Regions from separate parts of the Mus musculus genome. Here all the other regions are linked to region 5. A link is a contact called in public Hi-C, Micro-C and promoter capture Hi-C data. All regions are on one chromosome and are shown on one strand. Each heading gives the region's core, a stretch centred on a gene start, on an enhancer-like site or on the middle of the called end of the contact. The rest is flanking DNA. Distances are from core to core; before and after follow the strand shown. Region 1 holds the start of Rad52 (RAD52 homolog, DNA repair protein). Region 2 holds the start of Erc1 (ELKS/RAB6-interacting/CAST family member 1). Region 3 overlaps Wnt5b (wingless-type MMTV integration site family, member 5B). Region 4 holds the start of Mical3 (microtubule associated monooxygenase, calponin and LIM domain containing 3). Region 5 holds the start of Tmem121b (transmembrane protein 121B).

Region 1 (2,700 bases), core at 2-2,501, 590 kb before region 5:
CTGGGCAAATGAGTGTCGTATGTTTACGGTGCCTTCAGAGGCCAGAAGAGAGCACTGGGTCCCCTTGAACTGTAGTTACAGGTAGTTGTGAGTCCCCTAATTTGGATGTGGGGAACCTAACTCAGGTTCTCTGAAATAGTACGTGCTCTTAAACTGTGGAGCGATCTCTGTAGCCGTAGATGTTCAGGTTCTCCTCCCCTGTCGTTGGGATTGAGTCCATTACTTCCTACATGCCAGGCAAGAGTCCTACTACTAAGCTATAATGCCAACCCTCTTTTTACCTAGACAGGTTTTAAGCCCAGGCTGTCCTTGATTTTGGGATTCTCCTATCTCAGCTTCCCCAGTAGTTTGAGTTACAGGTCTGTGCCACCAGAATGGAAATTTGGTACTCTTGCATCGGCCAGTAGCACAGTTTCAAATGATGTTTTTCTTTTCTTCGAGACAGAGTTTCTCTGTGTAGCATCCTCGAACTCAAGACATCTGCCTGCCCCTGTCTCCTGGGTGCTGGGATTAAAGATGTGGCCACCACTGCCCTGAGAAAGAGTCTTTCCTTTTTGTGCAAGTAATGGGCAAGTTGAGTGACCAGCTAATTCCAGAAACAGAATTCTGAGTTTCTCTTGTAGCTAGTGTCATTGTCCTGTTATCTTGGTCTTGTCAGTATGGACCCTACAATGTGCTAAAGGACTTTCGATTTATTTATTAACTGCATCTGACTCCGTGTTTCTGGGAAGATTAGTTAAGTCAACCATCTAGGAAAACACGAAAGATCCTGGATATAGTGGCCATATAATGAATTGGTTAAATTGCAACAATCTGAAGGCCTGACCATTAAAAACAAAAAGTTCTCAGTATATAAACTACACATTGGAGACGTAGATCTGTTGTAAAGCAGAAAACATCATAAACTGAGATCAGTCTGTGTTTAACTTGGAGTGATGCCTAAAGTGTAACTGTCATCCAGTTAGTTCCGGTTGAATTTCAGGGGAAATCCCACTGGCTGCCAGGGTCTCAGAGTTTAAAAGCACACCGAGGAGAGGTTGGCTCCGGGCGTCACCCAGCCGGGTCACACCAGGGACCCTCGCAGGGCGCCTACGGAAACCGAAGCGGCTTGCTGCGGCTGCGGGAAGGCTGATCGCCGCGGGCGGTGAGATAACAGCCCAAGAGCGCTCAGGATGCTGAGTCCTCCGCCGCTTCCAGTTCGCGACTTGATTTGCGACAGCCTGCTTTGCGGCTCTCGGCGCCTTCTGACTTGACTTACGGCCTTTCCTTCTGTTTTTCTTTGGGCGAGGACTCTGAGCTTGCAGAGTCTCCATTCCTTCTGCGAGGCCCTCTCCGGCTTCCCGGCAGGCACCCGGACCGAGCTCCTGCGTGCACCGCGTTCCGAAGCGCGTGAGTGAGGACGGTCCTCGCCGGGGTGGTTCTAGCGGGGTCGGGGAGCGTGGGGCCTTTCGGATTCGGGCGGCTGCTGGACACGCCCGGCACGGGGGCGTCTCCACCGGGGAGGCCGAGCCCTGAAGCCCCCACGGTTGCGCTGGATCTGGAGGGAGGCGCCTGGTCCGGGGTTGCTGACCGCGTGCTCGGGAGCACCGTGCGACACGCGCGCTGACTGTTAACAGGACTGTCTAGGACAGGGTGAAGTCGGAGGGAGTCGGTGGGGCTGAGAAGAAACTGTGGACTTGAGGAGTTTGACATTCAGGGTAGCCTTTCTGGACTTTGAAAAACGAAGCGTGCATTAGTACGGTTAAATTCACTCCTCGGGGGTGTACAGTTCTCTGGTTACTCATATGCTTGGGGGTTGTGTAACCCCTAGCAACATCGAATTCCATAACATTTTCATCACTCCTAAATAAATCCAGAAGCCACAGTTAGCTCTCCCTCTCACTTTTCCCGTCATCCTAGGACCCCCGTCTGCTTTGTCAGTGAACCTGTTTCACTTGTATGAAATACAGTACTTTGTGTGGGTTTCGGTGGGATCTGTTCCGCAGAATAAAGTTCCGATGTTTGTATCTCGTTTGAATTATCCATCAGTTGATTAAGTTGATGGTCATCTAGGCTGATTCCCCTACATGGCCATCTCAATATTGCTTCTTTAATAAGACCTGGACAATTAACAGCACCAGTTGACATGCCAACTTGGATTGGGGGAGGGGTCTTAAAGGGCCCCGCCCTTAGATGAAGAGCTATACGCAATTAATGACTGTCAGAAAGGGAGAATGGCTTTCCCAGAGATGAACCCCCTAATGGATTACCCAGTACCAAGTGATCAGCCCTAAAATTGTACATGTACATGCTACATTAAACAGACTTAGGGGTTATATTTATTTATTCATATATGTATGTCTCTGTTGTCTGTGTAAAACAAAACAGAAAAAGGCTATGAAGTTGAGAGAGGGATATGAGGGATTGGAGGAGAGAGAGAGGAAATGATGTGAATTATATTTTATTTAAAAAACTGGCTGCTGCTCTTCCCAAGGACCTGGGTTCAATTCCCACCACTCACATGGTGGCTTACAACTGTCTATATCTCTAGTTATAAGGGATACCTTCTTCAGTACTTGTGGTGCACAGATAAGCATGCAGGCAAAACACACATACTTATATAATACAAACATTAATTTTTTTTTTTTTTTTTTTTTGGTTTTTTCAAGACAGGGTTTCTCTGTGTAGACCTGGCTGTCCTGGAACTCACTTTGCAGACTA
Region 2 (2,700 bases), core at 137-2,636, 650 kb before region 5:
AATCTCACACTTGGAAGGCTGAGACAGAAGAAGAATCGGAAAAATAGGGACATCCAGATAACTCAACAGAAAAAAGTGCTTATGTCACAAGTCTAATAACCAAAGTTTGATCCCAGCCATCCACAGTGGGAGAACCAAGTCCCAAAAGCTTTGACCTTTGACCTCAAAGAGGGAGGGAGTAATCTATCGTGTGTATGCCAGGCACACACACATAATGATTAAATAAACGCAAAATGTATCAAGGTCTATTGAAAAACAAGATGTAAGAGACAGTTGCACTTTAAACGCTTAAGCAATTTCATACAGTCATCTCCAACAGAACTGTTCACAGTTCGCTCAAAGCAATCAGCCACAACCACCTGCAACTATTACTCTGAGTCCAGGGCCTTTTCTTAACGGGTCAACTCAAAAATGAAAAATGGTACAAAGAGATCAAGCACAGGAGAGGGGGTTGAGGGGGGCAAGGAAAAGAAAAGGCTGATAGCACTTTTGAGGGGCTAAGAGTAATGAGACTCACTCCTTCATGGTTGGTTGCTATAGAATGAAGTTGTCTAAACACCAACATCTTCCTTCTTGTGTGTAAAAACCTCACTCACTCGCGCTCCCAATTTACCAACCCCAAGTCAACGCAAAGGGATTCTCTTCCCTCAGCGAATTCTACTCATCTGACCAAGAAAAGAACCAAAACCCTAGAGTGGCAATGTGAGATCTGCTGCAGTAGCCCCTCCAGCTACCTCCAAGGCGACATCCATGCCTCATTTTCCATCTGAAATACAACCTTTCCTCTTCTATCTAACCAGGTTCAAAATAATAAGATCATCTTAAACATTTTACATCCGATCCACCTTGGCCGCACCCCAACTCCAGGGCTCCCCAATAGCCCCACATCATGCCTCCCACCCTCGGCTCTCGGTGGGCCAGAAGCCCCCCACCTCCCACCTCCAGCAGCGATCCTTACCGCCAGCGCCTTCGCTCCCGCCCAATCCGGGAGCTCCGCAGGGCGCGGCCGCCGGTGGGCTCGGGTGCGCTGGGGCGGGGTCCGCCCTCCCGACCTCCCCATCCTCCTCCCCACCCCCGGCCCAAAAAGGAGGGGGAGGGGTCCCCAAGCCTCACCTACAGCTCCGCCCCTCCCCAGGGGCGCTCTGCCCTGCCCAGCCAGGGCCGGGAGCGCCGAGCCGGGTAGGAAACGACAAATGCCTCGGCGCCTGCGACCTCTGGGCAGATCGAGGTTCCGCCTGACGAGCGAGCCGCTGCCGACGCGGCCGCCTTACTCTCCTCAGGGCCGCCGCTGCTGCTGCGGTTGCTGCTACTGCTTCCCGGACAGCCTGCCGCCGACACTACCACAGCCGCCGCCGCCGCCGCCACCGCCACAGCACGACCGGCGCCCGCGACGTCACCACGCCCCGCCCCCCGCGCACACCTAGCCCCACCCCCTGTCGCCCGCGCGGCGCCCTCGCCCCGCCTCCCGCTCTCCCGGGCCGCTGGGCTTTCCCTCGTCCCACTGGGAAGCGCCCCGCTACGCCGCTCCACGGGACCGCGCGCCAGGATCGACAAGTGCGGCGCTCCGAGGCCGCGAAGGTAACTGGGTGCCGAGGCAGGGTTGCGCCACACGTAGCGCCGCCCCTCACACACACACCCACACCCACACCCACGGCCGAGCGTCCACCGGGAGCCCGGGCCGCGATATTGAGCGAGGAAGGTGCGGACGAGGAGGGGCGGCGTTTGTCTCCTCCTGCTTGCCGTAGGACGTGGACTGCTGGAAGCCCCAGGAGTGGAGTGGCCTTTCCCAAACCTGGAGTCGCCCCGCCCCTTCCTTGGCAAGCCCGTTACCCGAACCCTGGGACGGCCGCCACCTTAGGAAATAAATAGCTCAGGGCTTGTCATTAGAGCCACGGCTGCCTGGACACCCTTTGTCCAAGAGAAGTTAGCTTCTCTCACCCTTGGCTTTTGCGCTGTGAGGCTGTGGAAGGCAATAATACTCTTGAGTCATCTGGGCTGTCCAAGCGGTCATGGCAAAAGACCCTCGCCTCAGTAGGTGGCTTTTTTTGCAAGGATCATTCCAGGGAGGAAGAGTGTGGGCGGAACCTGATGTCCACATGCAGTGTACTGTGCCAAATGCTTCACCGCGTTACCTTTTTTATTTAGCCCTCACACCAAGCAAGGCGAACTACAAAGCAGCTGCTACCTTATTTTAGACAGCCCAGTTTTCTGCTGCTGAATTTCAACCTTTGCCTTTTGTCAAGAGCAAGCCAAAAAAAAAAAAAAAAAAAAAATACGGAGGTGGGGGCAACACATAGTTACTAATCTTAAAAATGTAGATAAGCTATCTCTAAGCCGAAAATCCAAGGGTGGTGTGAATTACACTCATCCCCATACTCACAGCGCTTATTAAGCTAATTTGAAATGCCTTTGAGATGAGAGGAGCTAAGACTCACCGGTTTACTCATCCCTAACCTCCCACCATCATAATTAACCGGCTTACACTCTTCCTAATCCCATTAACATCTTCCCCCATCCTGTAGTATTCACGTTCATCCACCAAACTATATTTTGTCCTTTCCAGATTCTCTAATTGTTCCCTTCCAAAATGCACTTGGGTCATTACAGCTCCTTGGGCACACTAAACTGATTCCCCTTCAGTACATCTAACATATGACAGCCAATTGTTAGAGAGTGTGCAGCTAAACGGGACTATTCAGC
Region 3 (2,700 bases), core at 185-2,684, 990 kb before region 5:
CCCTTCCCCCTGCTTACCAACCCACCCACTCCCTCTTCCTGGCCCTGGCATTCCCCTATACTGGGGCATAGAACCTTCACAGGACCAAGGGCCTCTCCTCCCATTGATGACCGACTAGGCCATTCTCTGCTACATATGCAGCTAGAGACACGAGCTCTGGGGTTATTGGTTAGTTCATATTGTTGTTCCACCTATAGGGTTGCAGACCCCTTCAGCTCCTTGGGTACTTTCTCTAGCTCCTCCATTGGGGGCCCTGTGCTCCATCCAATGGATGGCTGTGAGCATCCACTTCTGTATTTGTCAGGCACTGGCAGAGCCTCTCAGGAGACAGCTATATCGGGGTCATGTCAGCAAACGCTTGCTGGCATCCACAATAGTGTCTGGTTTTGGTGGTTGTTTATGGTATGGATCCCCAGGTGGGGCAGTCTCTGGATGGTCATTTCTTCAGTCTCTGTGTACCCACTTTTCTTTATGTGGGTGCTGGGCCAACATTCAGTTACCCACTGAGTCACACCCCCAGGGCCGTGATGGCTGCTCTGATAAGACAAGTATCTGATCTAGTGGAACCCAAATCGGGATCCTCTTCTGGTCCTGGTGTCAGAGAATCCCTTCCTCCCTTCCTCCCTGCCTCTCTCCCTCCCTTCTTCCCTCCCTCCTTTTCTTCCCTCCCTCCCTCCCTCCCTCCCTCCTTCCCTCCCTCCCTGCCTGCCTCTCTCCCTCCCTCTGTCCCTCCCTTCTTCCCTACCTCCCTCTCTCCCTCCCTCTGTCCCTCCCTCCCTCCCTCCCTCCCTCCCTCCCTCCCTCCCTGCCTGCCTCTCTCCCTCCCTCTGTCCCTCCCTTCTTCCCTACCTCCCTCTCTCCCTCCCTCTGTCCCTCCCTCCCTCCCTGCCTCTCTCTCTCCTTCTCTCCCTCCCTTCTTCCCTACCTCCCTCTCTCCCTCCCTTCTTTCATTCTTTTTTGAGACAGGGTTTCTCTGTGTATTCCTGGCTGTCCTGGAACTCACTCTGTAGACCAGACTCACGGAGATCCACCTGCCTCTGCCCCATGAATGCTGGGTTAAAGGTGTGTGCCATCACTGCCCAGCCTATGTCTTCTTTTAAAAAAAAACATTCATCTTGTGTGTTTGTATGTGCGCAGGAGTGGGTACCACTGCATATGTGAGGAGGTCAGAAGACACCCGTGGTTCTAATTCTCTTCTTCCAGTATGTGGGGCTCAGGGATCAAATTCAAGTCATCAGGTTCAGCCGCAAAGGCCTTGACCTGCTGAGGATCTCCCTGTCCCCAGACCTTATGTTTTCTCAGAAACACTATGATGTTGGGTCACATGTAAAGTAAACTAGGTCTAGTTTATTCACACAGCACTAGATTTTGAAAGAAGCGCGAGACTGTTCCCTTTCAGTCACTTCCGGTTTCCAGCAATGCCTCGGCTGCCTCACTGCTTGCTTCATGCTGAGAGGCTGCAAGCTCTCTGCTCAGCCTCTCATGCCCTCCCTGCTATCACACGTAAGACATATCTTACCCTTTCTAATTTCGACCCGATTTCCACGAGGGTGTTTTGCTAAGGTACTGACACGGCTCTATCATCTTCTTGGTCACAGTTCTCTGGTGACTTCTTGGTGACAAGTTACAACTGAATCTGTAGTGCAGGTGCAGAGTCTTTACTTAGAGGCTACTTTCTAGCCTCTGCTGGATGTTTGCCAGTCGGGGTCCCTTGGCATGCTTTCAAAAACGAGGCAGGACTCTGCTTGGTGGCCCAGTGAGAGGACTTTGGGGTGTACCCTGAGGGCTATGTGCTAAAGTCAACTGAGGCTCACTTGGGAATTCAAAAGGCCTATTATGTAATAAACAGTGTTTTGATTTGGTTAAAACATTCCTGTGGATCTGGAGATATGCTCAGTAAAATACCTGCCATGTAAGTGTAAGAGCCCCAGACCCACATAAAAGGAAAAAAAAAAAAAAAAAAAAAAAAGCTGGGCCCAGATAGTCGAAGACAAGGCAGGGGGAACCCTAAAATTTCACTTAAAGAGCCCAAAAACAAAGGTGGAGAGAAATCATGGAAGGGAACCTACTGTTTAACCCCGGCCTCCACACCCATGTGCATCTATGTACACATACCACACACAAATACGAAATAAACACAAAATTCCTGTATTTAGACAGGCTCGTTATTTGCATGAACAAAACCCGAATCAGATTGCAAAGGGACAAAAGGAAGATTTTAGGGTGGAGCAATGTCCTGTATTTTGATTATAGTGGATGACTTTACAAGGGATGCTATGGTCTGAAATTAATTTGTCTCTAAAAAAAAAAAATCGTACCGAAACGTGATCCCTAATGTGAGAGAGCAACTAAGATACCTGTTAGAGGTGGCGTGATCTTTGGATGTTTGGGTCGGGAAGGATCTACCTTATGGAGTGATTAAAGCCAGGCTCATGGGATTAGGCTAGTTCCCACAGAGGTGACTTCTGGAAGGACTCAAAGGACGTGGGTGACAATCTGGGATCCCCAGAGCATAGGACTCTACTGAGTTTCCCATGAGGAGACAGAACTTTTAACGGAGACTGAAAACACATCAGGCACCATCTTGCAGCAGAAACCTTACTGGAAATCTATTAAAATCTCAGCATGGTCTCAAAAGACTCTGGTAATTTCTGTGTCCCTGCCAAGGGAATCCTGCATGGGGAGGCCAGAGGTCAACAT
Region 4 (2,700 bases), core at 127-2,626, 640 kb after region 5:
ACACAGCGGCTAGTCGCGCATCACAAAAACAATATACCCCGCCCTCCAGCAGCAGCGTACGGAGTTCACCTGTATACGTCATCCTGATTAGAATGGTGGCGGGCAACCTCGGTGCTTTAGAATCACTTGGGAAGACCCCAGTAGCTAGGGCGGACTACTGCAGGGGCCAGCAGTGCAGCCGTCCCTTTATCGCTCATTCCATCTAGGTCTCTCCCCCTTTTCTCCTGTCTTTCCAACGCGATACATTCTAAACACTTCGTCCTAGTGCCATGGCTAGGCAAGAATAGATTGGGGGTGGGAGGTGGGAGAGGAGGGGTTGACGGGGGTGGGGGTGGGGGGGGGAGAGGACCTGACGAATATACAGAAAGTACTTTGCCCTGGAAACATGCTCCCTCGGTTCTGAAACAAACGCAGTGCTCCGAAAGTCTCTTTTCGCCCTTCCATTGACTTCCAGAGGGGAACCAACATAACCATCCCTTTGTTAACGCTCGACAGAGGCTGACTTGCGCCGAGTCCTCCGCAGCCAGGGGCACGTGCATGCCTGTGCTTGTGGGGATGGCATCTCTGGCCTGTTTACCCGGTTGTGGAGGCGAGCGCCGGCGCCCTCTACTGGACCGAAATGAATGTCCCTCCGAGTGTAACAATTGTCGCCTGTGGATGAGCTAATGGATTCACATTGAGCTTGCAGGAAGGACACGGTGTCGTGAGGATCCCCGGGCAGTCCTCCGACTGGCATACCACTGGCTTGCCTAGGGATGTTATTTCTTTGGTGGGGGTTGTGGGGGGGTGTTAAAGAATAAAGAAAATTGGACGGTATTGGCTAAGAAACTGAGCGCTGTGTTTCTCAGTCTTTGGGGCGTGTGCTTATGGTGCACGGTATCCGCTGATGGGGCGTTGTGCGGTAAAGGAGACAAGGATACCCGGGTGTAGCTCCCACTGCTTAAGAGAGCCATGCGTTTAAAGGCAGACAGAATTGTTCCAAGAATCCCACATATGTCAGAAAGGCAAAGCAAGGCATAAACAATTGAAAGATGTGATAAATATTTTTAAAGGCGTCAATCAAGACACAGAACCTTTTTCTTTAAGGGGTTTGCTCACCCAAGGGGAGATTTGGTGGTACTTACGGACTTGGGGCTTCACACCCGCATCTTCCTCGCCGGTGAGAGCTTGCCTCCCCAGATTGGCTGGTCCTCAGGACACAGGTGCTGCTGTTGTGGCTGCATGCATCCTGAGTGTGGTGACTCCACCTTCCAGCTAGAATCCCATCAAAGGTTCTCACTCAGAAGCCCCGAGGCACACTTCTTTCATCGGAGCAGCGAAGAAGGAACGAAGAACCCGGGGTCTGCCTCTGTCTGTCCTCCCTCACCGCTGCATCTCAGCTAGGGCTGCAGAAAGTGCCGTAGCAGAGCTGTCTAGGGCTCCTCGCGGTTGCCACGGTAACCAGGAGCAGGCGCCTACCCTGGTGGCTGGGGAAGGCTGTGGAGGAAAGGTAACGGATAAGCGATGATGCGTTGGCCTCTCTCCTGGGCATCGGTTGAGCCTCAAGTGACCCAAATGAAATGAAGTTCCAGCACAGATAAATCGTTCTTTCGACTCAAACCTAAATCCAAACCCGAACTACCCCTGCTATCCTTTTTCTCCTCTTTTCCCTCCCCAGTCAACACACACAGGAACATCATAAGGATTAGAAATTCCAGCACTATCCCAGGCGCCCTGCCCCAGAGGATCCCGCTGCACACAGAACAGAATGTTTGCTAGGCTTGCTCTTGAAAACAGAACTCCCAGCGGGTGCCAGCCGCGGGCGAGCTCCGGGGAGCTAGAGAAGGGACCAAGCAAAGGATGCTAATGGGAGGGTCATTTAACCTCTTTGAGCCCTAGGATCAAAGATACAAAGTTGTCTTAGAAAATGCTTATCAAATTAAGTTGTTCTTGTTACAATGTTAATTTTGATCGTGAACGCAGGCTTTGATCCCCAAAGACTCAATCCAAAGGCCATAATCCTAAGTGATAAAATATCTCTAAATTCTAAACCCTGAAAGATTAACACCTTAACAATATAATTATTCTGGAAAACAATTTTATTTCTTTTTATTCTTTCCTTTTTAAAAGGCAAGAGTCTCATTAAATATGGAAGGCTGGCTTTGAACTGTATATTAATAGTTAAGGGTGACTTTGAACTCCTGACCCTCAAACAAACAAAAACAACACTAAAATACTAGAGAGAAAAATTTTTTCAGTGAAGAACTGGGGAAGCAACTCAGGACATGGGGTTCTTATTCACTATGTAAGAGTTCTGTATCCAACAATGAGGGAAACAGAAAAGCAAAAACAAAAAGTTAAAAAGAAATTGGACAAAAAAAAAAGTGTACTTCAAGAACAGATTAAGCCAGATGTAATGGTGCACACCTTTAATCCCAGCACTTGGGAGACAGAAGCAGGTGTATCTCTGTGAGTTTGAGGCCAGCCTGGTCTACAGAGTGAGTTCTATGACAGTTGGAGCTTAATAGTGAGACACTGTCTCCAAACGAAACAAAATAAAAGGAAACAGAAGGTTAAAGGACTGAAGCAAAGGCTCAGTGGTTAAGAGCATTGACTGCTCTTCCAAAAATCTAGGCTTGATCCCTAGCACCTACACGGTAGTTAACCACCATCTGTAACGCCAGCTCCAGGGGTTCCAATACCCTCTTCTAGACGTCATGG
Region 5 (2,700 bases), core at 1-2,500:
CGCCATGGTAAGGCGAAAGCCCGTGGTGCCAAAGGGCGCGCGCAGCTCGATGAGGTCCAGGATGGATGTGCCCAGGATGAGCACCACCTTAGGGGTGAAAGCGATGGAGTAGATGAGCCAGGCCAGGTACGCAAAAGCGAACTCGCCCGCTGCCCCAGTCGTCCCCGGCCCGGCTCCGGAGCCTCCAGAACCTCCTCGGCCCCCGCGAGCCTTGGCCCCGGCCCCCGCCGACGCCGCTGCGGATAGGTGCAGAGGCGGAGCCGAGTGGTGGTGGAGCTGGTGGTGGTTGTGCATGCTGTTCGCTGGGCCGCCCCGACGGCCCCGGCTGTTCTTGGCGAAGAAGATGGCCCAGCCCACCACCACCACGAGGTCGGTGGCGATCCAAGAGCACCAGTACAGGTCAGTGACTGCAATGAGGTACAGGTCCAGCAGACCGCCCTGCGCCAGCAGCAGCACCACAGACAGCGCCTGGTAGCCCCAGCGGCAGCCGGGGCTTGGCGAGCAGCCCCGGCGCCGACCCCTACGGCCGGAGCGAGTGGGGCGGCCGCAGCAGCAACAGCAGCACGAGCAGCAGGAGGCGGCGCCGCCGGTCCCGGTGCCGCCTGCGCCCACCGCCGAGCGGCTCCCGGGGCCCCCGACGGTGCCGGCCGCGGCGCCCGCGCCGAAGTCCGCGGCGGTCATGCTGCAGGAAGAGGTGGGCGTGGAAGTGGAGGAGGCGGCGGCGGGCGCGGTGGCGGAGACTGGGACGCCCCCCTGAGCTGGGGGCCCGGGGAGCGCGGCGGCGGCGGGCACCAGTGGCTTGCTGATGCTAATGCTCTCGTCGTCGTCCTCTCGCTCCGCGCCTGTGCTGCTGCTCGGGGAGCCGCCGCCTCCGCCGCGTCTGCCGCCGCACCCCCCGCGGCTGGTGCTGGTGCTGGTGCTGCTGTCGCCCGAGCCTCTCCGGCCGCGGGAGGAGCCCCCCCGGAGGAAGAGGGGCTGTAGCCGGGCTGCGGCGGGGGGCGGCGGAAAGGAGGCGGGCGCGGACGAGAGCGCGCGAGGGTGGCCCAGCGCCGGGTGCATTGTCCTCGGAGGGGCTCCAGGGGCTGCCCGGCCGCTCTCTCCCCGTCAACCTCGGGCTGACGAGGCGGCAGAGGGGAACCCGGGCCAGCCGCTGCCGCCTCCTCGCCAGCTGCTGGAACTCGCACCCGGGTCGGGAGGCAGAGAGATCCGGACTGGAGCGGCCGGACTGGGCGAGTGAAGCCGCGGGTGGCTGAGCTGGGGGAGCGCGGGGGAGCCGAGCAGACCGCCGGGACCGGAGAGGCGGGGGCGGAGGAGGGGAGCGAGCCCAGCAGGCAGCAGAAGGAGCTGGCAGCGGGGAAACCAGGACTGGATTCGAGGGAGAGAGGAGGCGAGAATAGAGGAGGAGAAAGCCTGGCTGGCTGGATCAGCAGGAAGGAAAGGAGGGAGAACTGAGGTGCCGGAGTAGAGTTGAAAGCGTATCAGGCCAGGCGGGATAGGAACATGAAGTCTCTAGCTCCACAGCCCTAAGGGCTGAACCTGAACTGCTGGGTGGCCTTGGTCTCAGTGTAGACCACAACTTCGTGCTTCCAAGCACCACTGTCCTTTCTTGCCTATCAGGAGGAAGCGCAAGCCAACTTCTCCTCTGTGCGCCAACGACCATTCTGCCATCTCCTTCCGTAAAGGCCCTGAGAACTCAATGGAAGTGATTAAAAAGTTAAATAAAAAAAGAACCAGAAAGAGCTCGGGGATGGTGTATCTCAATTGGTAGAATGACCCGCCTTGTATGCATCCAGTCCTGGGTTCCAACCCACCACCAGAAACCAAACCAAACAAACACCACCCCCAATTCTATTATTCAGAAGGAGCACTCCCAACCAAGTACTGCATTTTCACACATCCAAAGCTGTCCTCCCCTCGGAGATCTTCAGTTTCCAGTTAATGAAAAGGCTCCCTGAATATAATTGCTGAGAAGAGGGCTTAGGAAGAGGGTGGGGTGCAAATACCACTGTCTAGTCCTGGGGTAGGGGAGGCCAGGGCCAGGGCAGGAAGCCACTCTGGAGACCTGGGGTGGGGCAGTTGCTTGCTTAGCCAGGCTCATCTTTGGTATTCTGAAAGGTTTGTACCTAGCTTGCATGCAGCGCGGAGGGGTTCCTCCCCATCACCCCACATCTGATTCCAGGTCTGAGGAGGTCGAGCAGAAGGCTCAGAAATCCAAAGTCACCATTGACTACATAGCAAGTTTGAGGCCAGCTTTGGGTTATGTGAGACCCTGTCATCAAAAAAAAAAAAAAAAAGCTAAAGCAGGAGATGAAATAACAGGAAAATATGTCTGACCAAGAAAGGGGGTGGGGGGATCTTTAGAGGTATGGAAGCATGCAAAAGAATAAACTCCAGCAGAGCCTGGTGTCACAAGCCAGCTCCTCTGTAACCCCAGGTACTCAGGAACCTGAAACAGGAGCTTTGAAGGTTCAAGGCCAGCCTTGCCCATTCCGGTCCATGGGCTGAGTCTGCCTAGGGGCTGCCCTCCCCCTTCCAACCCCACTGGTAGGAGTCCTGAAGGGCAGGAGGTAAAGTCCTGCTTTTAGAGGTAGAGGAGAAGAAAACTACAATAGCATTTGGGGCTCGAGAAGGTTCTGGGGCTTCTGTGTAATTCACTCCCAGTCCATAGGAACAAGTTAGGAGCTTGCCCTCGTCTTCCTC

The links. A called contact is a pair of places that touch in the nucleus more often than the background predicts. Capture Hi-C pulls out chosen DNA fragments and counts their contacts.
Region 1: a promoter capture Hi-C map of liver shows a contact between it and region 5, with 2.5 times the contacts expected there. The contact joins the promoter of Rad52 here to the promoter of Tmem121b in region 5. A contact is called at or near these places in 2 of 39 promoter capture datasets (liver and neutrophils), 3 of 115 datasets of contacts at active chromatin or transcription factors (double positive thymocytes, effector CD8 T cells and memory CD8 T cells) and 1 of 9 other capture datasets (liver).
Region 2: a Micro-C map of embryonic stem cells shows a contact between it and region 5, with 3 times the contacts expected there. The contact joins the promoter of Erc1 here to the promoter of Tmem121b in region 5. A contact is called at or near these places in 1 of 39 promoter capture datasets (neutrophils), 1 of 484 Hi-C or Micro-C datasets (embryonic stem cells) and 2 of 115 datasets of contacts at active chromatin or transcription factors (embryonic stem cells and memory CD8 T cells).
Region 3: a contact with region 5 is called in a Hi-C map of CD4 T cells, with 2.3 times the contacts expected there. The contact joins the enhancer-like site here to the promoter of Tmem121b in region 5. A contact is called at or near these places in 5 of 39 promoter capture datasets (liver, neutrophils, pre-B cells and 1 more), 1 of 484 Hi-C or Micro-C datasets (CD4 T cells) and 1 of 115 datasets of contacts at active chromatin or transcription factors (thymic regulatory T cells).
Region 4: a promoter capture Hi-C map of pancreatic islet shows a contact between it and region 5. The contact joins the promoter of Mical3 here to the promoter of Tmem121b in region 5. A contact is called at or near these places in 1 of 39 promoter capture datasets (pre-B cells), 1 of 115 datasets of contacts at active chromatin or transcription factors (large pre-B cells) and 1 of 9 other capture datasets (pancreatic islet).

Annotation. Positions count from the first base shown.
Region 1 is chr6:119,901,447-119,904,146 of GRCm38.p6, forward strand. It overlaps Rad52 (RAD52 homolog, DNA repair protein), which reads left to right and starts at 1,252. Exons shown (of 12, transcript NM_001166381.1): 1 at 1,252-1,389.
Region 2 is chr6:119,846,764-119,849,463 of GRCm38.p6, forward strand. It overlaps Erc1 (ELKS/RAB6-interacting/CAST family member 1), which reads right to left and starts at 1,387. Exons shown (of 21, transcript NM_053204.2): 1 at 1,114-1,387. 3110021A11Rik (RIKEN cDNA 3110021A11 gene) reads left to right here and starts at 1,430. Exons shown (of 1, transcript NR_030776.1): 1 at 1,430-2,266.
Region 3 is chr6:119,500,782-119,503,481 of GRCm38.p6, forward strand. All of the region lies in intron 1 of Wnt5b (wingless-type MMTV integration site family, member 5B), which reads right to left. Among named protein-coding and RNA genes, the nearest start is that of Gm30690, 16 kb to the right of the region's middle. Within about 2 kb of position 1,435, at least 48 of the 459 cell types and tissues checked have an H3K27ac peak or open chromatin away from gene starts, as enhancers often do. A contact at or near this core is called in pre-B cells and thymic regulatory T cells, where this site is marked.
Region 4 is chr6:121,129,646-121,132,345 of GRCm38.p6, forward strand. It overlaps Mical3 (microtubule associated monooxygenase, calponin and LIM domain containing 3), which reads right to left and starts at 1,377. Exons shown (of 32, transcript NM_001270475.1): 1 at 1,125-1,377.
Region 5 is chr6:120,492,696-120,495,395 of GRCm38.p6, forward strand. It overlaps Tmem121b (transmembrane protein 121B), which reads right to left and starts at 1,251. Exons shown (of 1, transcript NM_033567.2): 1 at 1-1,251. The coding sequence starts at 1,059.